2 separate regions of the Mus musculus genome follow, and region 1 is linked to region 2. The links are chromatin contacts, called in public HiCAR-type maps. All regions are on one chromosome and are shown on one strand. The core of a region is the stretch at or near the end of the contact, and the rest is flanking DNA. Distances in the headings are between cores, read along the strand shown.

Evidence for each region. HiCAR-type assays count read pairs that join an accessible place to other places.
Region 1: a HiCAR-type map of fibro-adipogenic progenitors shows a contact between it and region 2, with 3 times the contacts expected there. The contact joins the promoter of Tmem17 here to the enhancer-like site in region 2. A contact is called at or near these places in 6 of 39 promoter capture datasets (cranial neural crest, embryonic stem cells, hippocampal neurons and 2 more), 7 of 484 Hi-C or Micro-C datasets (the HL-1 cell line and embryonic stem cells), 7 of 115 datasets of contacts at active chromatin or transcription factors (bone marrow-derived macrophages, embryonic stem cells, fibro-adipogenic progenitors and 1 more) and 2 of 9 other capture datasets (adipose tissue and embryonic stem cells).

What each region holds. Positions count from the first base shown.
Region 1 is chr11:22,509,619-22,515,567 of GRCm38.p6, reverse strand. Tmem17 (transmembrane protein 17) reads right to left here and starts at 3,285. Exons shown (of 4, transcript NM_153596.3): 1 at 2,985-3,285. The coding sequence starts at 3,084.
Region 2 is chr11:22,316,496-22,322,094 of GRCm38.p6, reverse strand. No RefSeq gene overlaps it. Among named protein-coding and RNA genes, the nearest start is that of Ehbp1, 32 kb to the right of the region's middle. Within about 2 kb of position 3,539, at least 41 of the 459 cell types and tissues checked have an H3K27ac peak or open chromatin away from gene starts, as enhancers often do. A contact at or near this core is called in adipose tissue and fibro-adipogenic progenitors, where this site is marked.

The DNA of each region.
Region 1 (5,949 bases), core at 2,036-4,535, 190 kb before region 2:
AGCCAGCCCAAATTAAATGTTTTCCTTTACAAGAGTTCCTGTGGTCATGGTATGTCTTCATAGCAATAGAAACCCTAAGTAAGACAGGAGACAAGAAATTCCAGGTGCCAGAGTTGGGATGCATTATTACATCTTTCTGGGGTCACCTAATCATCTCTGATTTGATGACCCCTCACTGTCACTGAGGCTGTTGTGAGGGTCTCCACTCTTACCACTGTGCCTGGCACACATAGTTGGCACTCAACAAACAATGCCCTTTCCTTATATACGTAGACAACGAAGTCTTGGTGTAAGCACAAATTTCACTTTCATTTCCTGTTCTAAATCTTGCTTTCTACAGTGAATACCAAACATGCATAAGCAGAAAGAACAAAATTTCAAAGGCATGTCATTGTACATGTAGCCATTTGTGACACACATGTTCCATTTACCAGACTGATTACCCAACATCTTTTGTTTCTGTATAAGGGAAAAGGTCCTTCAACAAGAATTTTTTTTTTTTTTTTTGGTTTTTTTTTGAGACAGGGTTTCTCTGTGTATCCCTGGCTGTCCTGGAGCTCACTTTGTAGACCAGGCTGGCCTCGAACTCAGAAATCCGCCTGCCTCTGCCTCCCAAGTGCTGGGATTAAAGGCGTGCGCCACCACGCCCGGCAAGAATTTTTTTTTTCAAAAAGGTTTATTTATTATTATATGTAAGTGCACCATAGCTGTCTTCTGACACTACTATCTGAAGAGGGCATCAGATCTCATTACGAGTGGTTGTGAGTCACCAGGTGTTTGCTGGGATTTGAACTCAGGATCTTTGGAAGAGCAGTCAGTGCTCTTACCTGCTGAGCCATCTCACCAACCCCCTCAACAAGAATTTGATTATAAAAATTGAACCCTAAAAATACATTATAAATTTAACTACATTCTTATTTTAAATTGGTTGTTCTAAATGTAAGAATTTAGAAATTACAAATTCCTTGAGACTGTTTTTTGTTTTTCTCTGCATAGTTTTTTTTTTTTTTTTAATTGACATTTAATACTTTTAAAACAATCATGGGGTTGGAGGCTGGGAAGATGGCTCAGCGGGTAAGAGCACTGACTGCTTTTCCAGAGGTCCTGGACTTAAATCTTGCACCCACATGGCAGCTCACAACTGTCTGTAACACAAGCATACATGCAGTCATACAAGCATAAACGCCAATGCACATAAAATAAAAATAAATAAATTAATGAAAAATTCATGGTCTCTAGAAGCAAATTAAGTTTTAAGAGCAAGGCTGACTATTGTGGTCTGCTTTTTCTTGCTTTGACTTCTTAAATTATCCCAAATATAGGAATGATTTTTTTTTTTCCAAGTCGGGGTTCTTTGTAAAGGCCTGGCTCTCCTGGAACTTGATCTGAAGACCAGGCTGGCCTCGGCCCCTGCGTGCTGGGAGTACAGGCATGCACTACTACCTCTGGGCTAGGAATTTTTAAAATTTGTTAGCGCTAAGGAAAATCCACTAGGATTTTTTTCATTATTATTATTTTACTTTGGGCAACAGTACAATTCTTGATCCATTGTGGGTGTGATCTTACAGTCAGATTCGCCAAGAAGAAAACAGGAAAGTAATTACACACTAGCTAAGCTGATACTTTTAGAACCTTTAGAGCAGAAACTGTAGTCTTTTTTTTTTTTTTTTGCAAAGAGACTGAAGCAGGAATATTTCAAGATCAAAGCCAGTCTGGACTACTTAGAAAATTTCAGGATAGCCCAGGTACTTCTTGATTGCATTGTAACCAAATAAATTTTGTTGTTGTTTGTTTTAAAGGCTATGGGGATATAGCTTGAGAAGAGTGGCTGTTTAGAATGTCAGGGTTTTGATTTTATGTAGGCTCATGTCCATACTTCAACACATCAAATTTATACAATTGAAAAATCAGACCAAATGAAGAGGAACCACAAGGCACAAGGTGTGAGTTCATTAAATTTTACAAAAGTTCCAGTTAAGTTCTGTAATGAGATAAAATTTAAGTATTATATAATTGGTCAGACAAATTTTTCTGACCAATTAATTGCCTGTCTTGGCAGAGACAGTGAACTTAAACAGCTTTTCTCACGTTTGAATGTCTGGGAAAACAATATTTTCTGACACGTAAGAACCATAAGAAATTACAGGGCTGATGTCTTTACCTAGTTCTATTGCTGTCCACACCATCACGACTATCTAGGCTGCTGAGGCTCTAAAGAACTTCAGAACAAATGTCACCCCCGCCCCCCCCACACACACTTTTTTTCCCAGAGACTTTGTATTATTCGATTTTAGTGCCCCGTACGGCTCACACTTTGAATCGGAAACACGAAATCCTAATTTTACAGGCTTTTCTCCATATAGCGTAAATTACACGAATGACCAAGGTGACAACATGCAATGATGGCAAGTGGTTTGCTTTTCAATGCCCTATTTAAGAAATAAAAATAAAAATAAGAAAGCCCAAACCAAGCCATCGAAAGGATTTCCAATTCCTTGATTTCAAAGGAGACAACCATGTATGCTGTCCTCCTGATTGAGGAGGCAGAAGCTGGAGTTAACTCGTTGGTATTTCGTTTTTAGATTTCGGGAGGAGAGTTTTTTATACAGGGAGAAAGAAGGAACAGGCAGAGGAAGGCCTTGTCGGTTTGGCAGCAGCCGGTCTTGCTCTGCTAGGAGGGGTTTGGACACAGCCCGGTTTTGTGTGAGCCGGCGGCTGTCACGCTGGGGACTCAGCGGGGACCCGCGTGGGGAAGAAGGCGTTCCTGATCCGCATCCTGATCCGCTCGGCGACCGCGCCACCGGGTGCAGTAGCTGCGGCGGCGGAAGCGCGTGGTCTCCCGGGTCCGCCGCAGGGCCGTGGTTTCTCCCGGGGCACAGAGCCCTGGCTGAAGCCGGAGCAGCCATCTTTCACCCGGGCACGGCCTGTGCGGCCTCCCGCCCGCGAGCCACACCCCCGCGTGGGCCTGCGCCCTCGCCACTCACCGGCCGCATCACTGGACTCTGGCCCGGTGCGGCTGGAGTCGCCGAACACGGTGAGGCTGAGGTTGCTCAGGCGCTGGCGAACAGGGTCCGGCAGCTCCATGCCTGGCCTGCCCGCTGGCCTCTCACACACCCGCTAGTCGGCGGGCACAGCGGCGCGTGGCGGTTCCCTTGGCAACCGGGCAGTGCGGGGCCCCTAGGGACCTGGTACCTGGGCTTCCCCGAACGCTACAGAATCCTCCAGAGGCTTCCCCTTGGAGAGGCGAGCCAGGGCCACGGGCCCGCAGCCTAACGTGGCCTAGTGCTGCTGAAAATGGCGGGTTCCTCCGTCTTGCTTTAAAGCCGCGTCGTCTTAAGATGATCACAAGTAATAAGCCATTCGGACCTGGGCTGAGCCACAAGGAGCTCTCACACCATAGCAATTCCTCTGCAAAATTGGTGCACCATTTCTTGAGGGAAATGGAAAACGAACATAGATATTTTAAAAAAATGCCCTTGACATTCTTTTTATTATTATTAGATATTTTCTTTATATACATTTCAAATGCTATCCCGAAAGTTCCCTATACCCTCCCTCTGCCCTCCTCCCCTACCCACCCACTCCCACTTCTTGGCCCTGACATTCCTCTGTACTGGGGCATATAAAGTTTGCAGTACCAAGGGGCCTCTCTTCCCAATGATGGCCAACTAGGCCATCTTCTGCTACATATGCAGCTAGAGACATGAGCTCTGGGGGTACTGGTTAGTTCATATTGTTGTTCCACCTATAGGGTTGCAGACCCCTTCAGCTCCTTGGGTGCTTTCTCTGGCTTCTCCATTGGGGGCCCTGTGTTCCATTTTATAGATGACTGTGAACATCCACTTCTGTATTTGCCAGGCACTGGCATAGACTCATATGAGACAGCTATGACAGGGTCCCTTCAGCAAAATCTTGCTGGCATATGCAATAATGTCTGGGTTTGGTGGCTGATTATGGGATGGATCTCTGGGTGGGGTATTCTCTGGAAAGTCCATCCTTTCGTCTTAGCTCCAAACTTTGTCTCTGTAACTCCTTTCATGGGTATTTTGTTCCCTATTAGAAGGAGGAATGAAGTATCCACCCATTGGTCTTCCCTCTTCTTGATTTTCTTGTGTTTTGCAAATTGTATCTTGGGTGTTCTATGTTTCTGGGCTGATATCCACTTATCAGTGAGTGCATATCTAATGACTTCTTTTGTGATTGGGTTACCTCACTAAGGATGTTCCTCAGAAAATTGCCCTTGACATTCTTAAGAGGGTGGATGAGCCAAGCATACCTGCTTCAGAAGACAGGGAAATAACTTAAAAGTATTGAAAGCAGTTGTTTCTGGAATATAGGTGATTTTAAAACTAAAAATATCAGCCTTTCCCTGCTTTCTCTTAAGACATATCATTTTAGCATTTAGAAGGCAGAGACAGGAGATCTCCAGTTTAAGGTTAGCCTGGGATACATTGCAAAATCCTCAAAAACCAAAACAAACCATTAGGTGTAATAGACATAAAGAAAAGCACAGTCGGATGTATTAGGTCCCAGGTCAGTCAACAGTATCATCATCTCCAGGAGCTACCCTTTCTCAGTTGCTTGTGAAGCAGTGGCCTGTTTTATACTTTATAGTAGACTGATTGCACATTCAAGTTTAAAAAGAAAATCTGACTTTGCTGTCAACATTTTTTATGAATTTTCTTTCATGTTGATAAGTTCCTGTGTAATTTCTACTTAGGAGCAGTTATGACAAGTGCCACTCTTGGTGAAAATGCTTGTTGATGAACATACATGTTTATGTTGAGTATAACATACACATTTATGTAGAGTGTAACCTACATGTTTATGTTGAAACATACATGTTTATGCCAGTGTAACATGTTTATGTCGAATGTGTCCGGGGAAGTGCTGAGGCAAGTGGTATGTAAGACCAATTTTATTGGGATCTGCCAAGGCTTTCTCAAAGAGGTTTCAGCAAACTCTCCAGCTATATTCGAACATTCCTGTCACTCTGTGAGCTTTACCAAGACTTATATTCCACTCTTCCCTTTTAATCTTTCTGGTAAAGGGTTCTGGGCCTAGAGATATCTCAGTGGTTGCCAACACTCATTGATCTTGCAGAGGACCCAAGTTCATTTCCCTTTACCCACATGGTGACTCACAACCATCTCTAACTCCATCAGAAATCTCTTTCTGATCTCCAAGGGCATCGAACACACAAGTGGTGTACAAACAAAACTTCAGGCTAAATTCGTGTAAAATGAATAAATCCAATTTTAAAAGTCAAGATCATGGCAAGCAGTAACATTTTACAATTCTTTTCATAAAATATAGTTCTTGTTCTGAAGGGAGTAAGAAAGAATCTATTCTGAGCTAACTATGAGTGCCTGTAGCCTGGTAACGTGGATTCAGGTCATCCTAATAATGTTTGTACTATTAGAGAATGCAAGATAGCCATAATGCATCTACTAAATACATTACTGGCGATGTTGGGTAGGCAGGTCATAGCAAAGCAGGGACATCTCTGCCACAGGCCTCACATGCTGGGAGTTTCCAGAGTATGTGTTGTGCATTGGGTTCATTGCTATTTGTGTCGATTCAGCTCCCAAAATGTCTGTGCTGAGGCTCCCTGCCCCAACTTGGCTCTGATTAGGAAATAAAGTTGCCATCGGCCAATGACTGGGCAGGGAGACAGAACTTTAGATTTCCCAGGCAAGGAAGCAGGAGAGAGAAGGGCTTTTAGAATCGTCATGGTAGGAAACCGGGAGAAATCAGACTTGAGGGAGCAGGAGACAAAGCATCCAGCCATGTAAGAGTCAGGGAAGCAGCCCTAGGGCCACTTCCCCAATTGGGTCTGGGAATAGGAGAGATGAAATACAGATTTCAGAAAACAATAATTTAGGAATATCAGAGGGGAGAGTATGCTAGTCACAGAAAGGTTTGGAAATGCCCAGCCATTGTGCTGTT
Region 2 (5,599 bases), core at 2,290-4,789:
CAGGGGAATACCAGGGCCAAAAAGGGGGAGTGGGTGGGCAGGGGAGTGGGGGTGGGTGGATATGGGGGACTTTTGGTATAGCATTGGAAATGTAAATGAGTTAAATACCTAATAAAAAATGGAAAAAAAAAAAAAGACTGCATTCATTGTGTCCCATAATTGGATATGTTGTGGCTTCATTTTCATTAAACTCTAAAAAGTCTTTAATTTATTTGTTTATTTCTTCCTTGACCAAGGTATCATTGAGTAGAGTGTTGTTCAGCTACCAAGTCAGCGTTGGCTTTCAATTATTTATATTGTTATTTAAGATCAGCCTTAGTCCGTGGTGATCTGATAGGATGTATGGGATAATTTCAATATTTTTGTATCTGATGAGGCCTGTTTTGTGACTGATTATATGGTCAGTTTTGGAGCAGGTACCATGAGGTGCTGAGAAGAAGGTATATCCTTTTGTTTTAGGGTAAAATATTCTGTGGATATCTGTTAAATCCATTTGTTTCATAACTTCTGTTAGTTTCAATGTGTCTCTGTTTATTTTCTGTTTCCAGGATCTGTCCATTGGTGAGAGTGGGGTGTTGAGGTCTCTCACTATTGTGTGAGGTGCAATGTGTGCTTTGAGCTTTACTATAGTTTCTTTATGTGGATGCCCTTGCAGTTGGAGCATAGATATTCAGAAATGAGAGTTCATCTTGGAAGATTTTACCTTTGATGAGTATGAAGTGCCCATCTTTGTCTTTTTTGATAACTTTGGGTTGGAAGTCAATTTTATTTGATATTAGAATGGCTATTCCAGCTTGTTTCTTTGGACCATTTGCTTGGAAAATTGTTTTCCAGCCTTTTACTCTGAGGTAGTGTCTGTCTTTGTCCCTGAGGTGGGTTTCCTGTATGCAGCAAAATGTTGGGTCCTATTTATGTAGCTAGTCTGTTAGTCTATGTCTTTTTATTGGGGAATTGAATCCACTGATGTTAAGAGATATTAAGGAAAGGTGATTGTTTCTGGTACCCTGTCTTTCAGTGATCAAACTACCTCACAAAATACAAGCAAATGTTTTCAAATGCTGCCTTTGTTTTTCAAACCTAAAGACAATCCTCCTGTTAATAAGAGGAAACTGAAACTTCCTTCTGAAAATAATAGTGTCCAGAAACTAATTGCTTTGCTTGGGCCTATCCCACTGTTAGCCATGTTTAATCTCCAACTGAAGCAAAAGGAGCATTCTAGTTGAACTATCAAAGGACAGTGCATGCATTATTTAAAATATTAACTAGTGTTGTAAAAATACACTAATTTTTAATGGCAGAAATGCTCTAAAATTGCTGAAATAAGTTGCTTCACAGTTTTCAAGGACTTTAGCAGTTTCCAGATACATAGAGCTCAGTACCCAAGAAAAATAAGGTTATCTATGACAGAAGTTGTCTTCTTTGTGGAAGAATGTACTCTTGAGAAATTCTAAGTCATCACTCCTCACTTGCCTGTTTTTAAAACCACAATGGAATGAGTTTGCAGGAGCTAGAGAGAAGCCTCAGCTGTTGAGTACTTCTGCTCTTTTAGAGGACCCAAGTTCAGTTTCCTGCACCCACTTGGTGGAGTGGCTCTTAACTATCTCTAACAGCAATTACACTCTTCTGGCCTCCTGGGTACCAGCACACATATGGTAGCTATTAGCCTAGGCATTTTAACAAAGCTTAAAAATGCTTTTGAGGCATGGCATATATGGTGGTTTGAATGAGAATGGCCTTCCCAGGCTTGTATATTTGACTCTCTAGTCCTCAGGTTGTGGTGCTGTTTGGGAAGGAATAGGAAGTGTTGCCTTGCTGGAGAATGTGTGACCTTGTTGGAACAGGTGTGTTACTGTGGGTGGGCTTTGAGTTTTAAAAGTCCAGGACATGCCCACTCTTGTGCTCTCTATTCCTGAAACTTGCAAATTGAATGTGAGCTCTCAGCCGCTGCTCCAGCACCATGCCAGGCTGTCTGCTTACCAATGCCCTCCATGACTGTCACGGAATAACCCTCGAAAGTGTAAGCAAGCCCCCAGTCAAATGCTTAAATGCTTTCTCTTAAAAGTCATCTTGTTCATGGTAGTGCACACCTTTAATCTGGGAAGCAGAGGCTGGCAAATCTCTGTGAGTTCGAGGTCTGTCAGGTCTATATAGTGAATTCCATGACAGTCAGAACTACACAGAGGAACCCTGTCTTAATGATAATAATAATAATGTTTCTTGATTCATGGAATCTCCTCATAGCAATATAATAATAACTAAGACAACATAATAATTCCTCAGGGAACTCACCCATTCGTTTCTCCTTCCTAGTTCACTTCCCTTCTTATTCCCCTTCCTCCCTCCCTCCCTCCCTCCCTCCCTCCCTTCCTTCCTTCCTTCCTTCCTTCCTCCTTCCTTCCCTCCTCTTCCTTATTCTCACATTCATTCTTTCTCATGCCTTACTGTTTCATGTAACCTAAATACAGGTCATATAGACTAATGAAATGGTTCCAAATGTTTTATTAATTTTCTATGTATATTAAATGCTTAAATGTATAAAGACAAATGTATTTCTTAAAAGAGGCCTATGTACAGGCTAGCTATAGGCAGATCCAGGAGATAAGAATCTATGTTCTTTATGCAGCATATAGCTAAATAGGCTCAAGGAAGGACAGCCAGCCAGAGACTCAGTTACTGCCAAAGTCTCCACATGAGCTGATAGGTAGATGATGCCCTGAGAAATGAGCTGATAGGATAGATGATGTTATGGGTTATGAAATCTTAGAGGCACCCACCTTGCAAAGAAGACTGGGACTTAATAGATTCTTTTTCTTTGGAACTTAATTTCAAGAGAAGTGGAGAATAGTGGGTTTTTAAAGAAATGTTCTCTTTCAGGCTCTGATTTTTAGCTTGAAAACAAATTAGTGAAGAAGGTAATTTGCTATTGGATTTATAAATTAGACATACCAGATAGCACAAAAGACTAACACTATCTTCTCTCTTACACTGGTTTATTTATTTATTCATGGAGATAGAGTCTTGTTATGTAGCTCCTGGACTTGAACTTCCTCTGTAGACCAGGTTGGCCTTGAATTTCTTGAATTCAAAGATCCTCCTACCTCTTCCTCACAGCTCTGGGACTAAAAGCATGTACCAGTAAATTAAGATAATCAATAATATGCTGTCCTCAGAAGAGGCAGAAATAAAGGATACATGCCTTTTCAAATACCTTTTATATCACACACATTGCTTCACTCTATATTTCACTGAGTCTTTCCTCCCATCCAGTGAGTTTCCTCCCAAATGCAGATTGCAATGGCTAAATTGTCAGCTTGATCCGAAGTCAGAATTACCTGGTACCATCTGGGAATGTCTGTGAGAGATTGTCTGGATTATGTTAATTGAAATGACAAGTGCTGACCACTATAGGTGGAAGTATTTCTTAGGCCACATTGTAGACAATTTAAAAATGTGAAAGGAATGAGCTAAGCGCTACTATATATACATTACATTACTCCCTGTGTCTGAGCACAGACCTAATGTGACTGCCTCAGGCTCCTGCTTGTGATTTCCCTCTCAGTGTTGGACCTTTAACAGTGAACTGAAACAACTTCTTGTTCCCTCTTGGGATGCTTTTGCAAGAGTATTTTATCACAGCGACAAACTGAGAGACCAGCCATTTTCACAGCAAAAGCATAAGAAACAAATCACTTCTGAAAGTGGACAATCGATATATGACCATTTAAAAATAATTTCCACAAACTAGAAATTTTATTATTCCACATTAAAAAAAAATAATGATACAGGGCCCAGTGTGGGTTCAGAATGACTGCTCTGGCTCTGACTCATGGAGGGCGCTGGTGTGAGTACTGAGGTCACTTTAACTAACCACGTACATAACTCATAACCCAGCAGTCCCAGAGGATATTTGTATCTGAATCACTGGAAACCCATCATTTTAATAGTCATCAAGTCACTGCAGTATTAGAGAATTTAAAAGGAATTTGAAATGAAATTAAACTCAAGTCAGAGACAGCCAAGAAGCATAGAGATCTCAAGGCCTCCTCAGTGAGCTGTAAGAATGAGTGTACACGTGACCTCAGAGGGAAAGACACTGACTTTCAAGGGAATAAAAAAGAAAAGGGAAAGATTTAGCATCTATTTGGCTATATCTTCCTGAAGAAGAAAACCTATATTATTGAGATAATCTTTACAAATCCCTTTTGCTAATAAGCCCAAACCTGGTTGTTTTAGGATCCCGTTATGTATTACCAAAACCGAAGGACTTCCTAATAAAACATTTTGTTATATATTTACCTATTCATATATTTAAACTGAGTTTTTAATTCTTAATGAATGAATGATAAAGTATACACAGAAAACATTTATAGTTATTACTAAACAAGCAGTAGGTGTTGGAGCTTTGGGAAGTGAGCAACAATTGAAGATTTGTAACCTTCTGTACTTTTTGTTTTACATAGTTTTCATGGATATTTTGAAAGGTTTCTGACTTAAGTAAGACTGTGATAAATCTGCCTTCTGACCACAGTGGGCTGTATATAATATTTCAAGTTTGGGTGATATCTTGCCCAGAAGCAGATGGACATCTTTTAGGCATGTAAAAAATTCTGAAAGTTGTCCAGTTACAACACTCAATGTTAGTTTAGTTTTTTGTGAATGGGGCCTTTTGGAGTAGCAGAAAAGCCCATCTGGGGAGAGAAGAGAGAGTGTGTGAGTTGTTATTGACTTATTTGTACCTTTAGGCCTGATGTCTGAGCCTAGGGATAAACCTCCAGCCCCTTCTGCATTTTTGTAAACAGGATCTTGCTAAATTCACCAGGGTAGCATAAAATTTCAATCTCCTTGCTTTAGGTTCTAGAATGTTAGGATTATAGACATGTGACATTATACTTGGTTTGTATTTTTAAGAATAGAATTTTGAATTAATCCTAAATAATTATAAGGTAGTGAGACAAATGATATCCAACTATAAAGCCATATATAAAACTGTAATAGTCAGGGTTGTGTGATTTAATAGGATTTTCATTATAAATAATTTTTTTTTAAATTCAGGCTTTATGTATACACACAATTCAGGTTAATTTTGAACTCACAATCTCTCTTCCCCACAGTTCTATTGGGGGCTGAGTTTACAAGGCATATACCAACCACCATAATCAATGTTTTAAACTTTGGGGTTGCTCAAATATTCTTTCAGCAAGTGTCTAAGCCAAACATTAAGATTTGTTTATGTTATGTTATGTTATGTTATGTTATGTTATGTTATATTGTGTTATGTTATTTGTTCAAGTTATGAACCTGGGATAGTCTGAAAAAGAAATTTGAGTTCCACTGAAAATTGATTTCAAAGGACAGATCCTACGTTCTCCTAAAAAGGAACCCAATTAGAAACCATTGGTATTTGGAATTTTCTGGCTGATTTCAGCCAATTTGAAATACAAACTGGATACATTAGTGCCTTTGTACATGACACAAATTCAAATGAAAAGAATGCTGTACATGTGATTATTTTCTGTTTTATATTTTCAAAGGTCTAGTGATAGACAGTTCAATAAGAGCGTACTGGCTTTGCAATTTGTGAGGAACTAGGCTTCTCCCT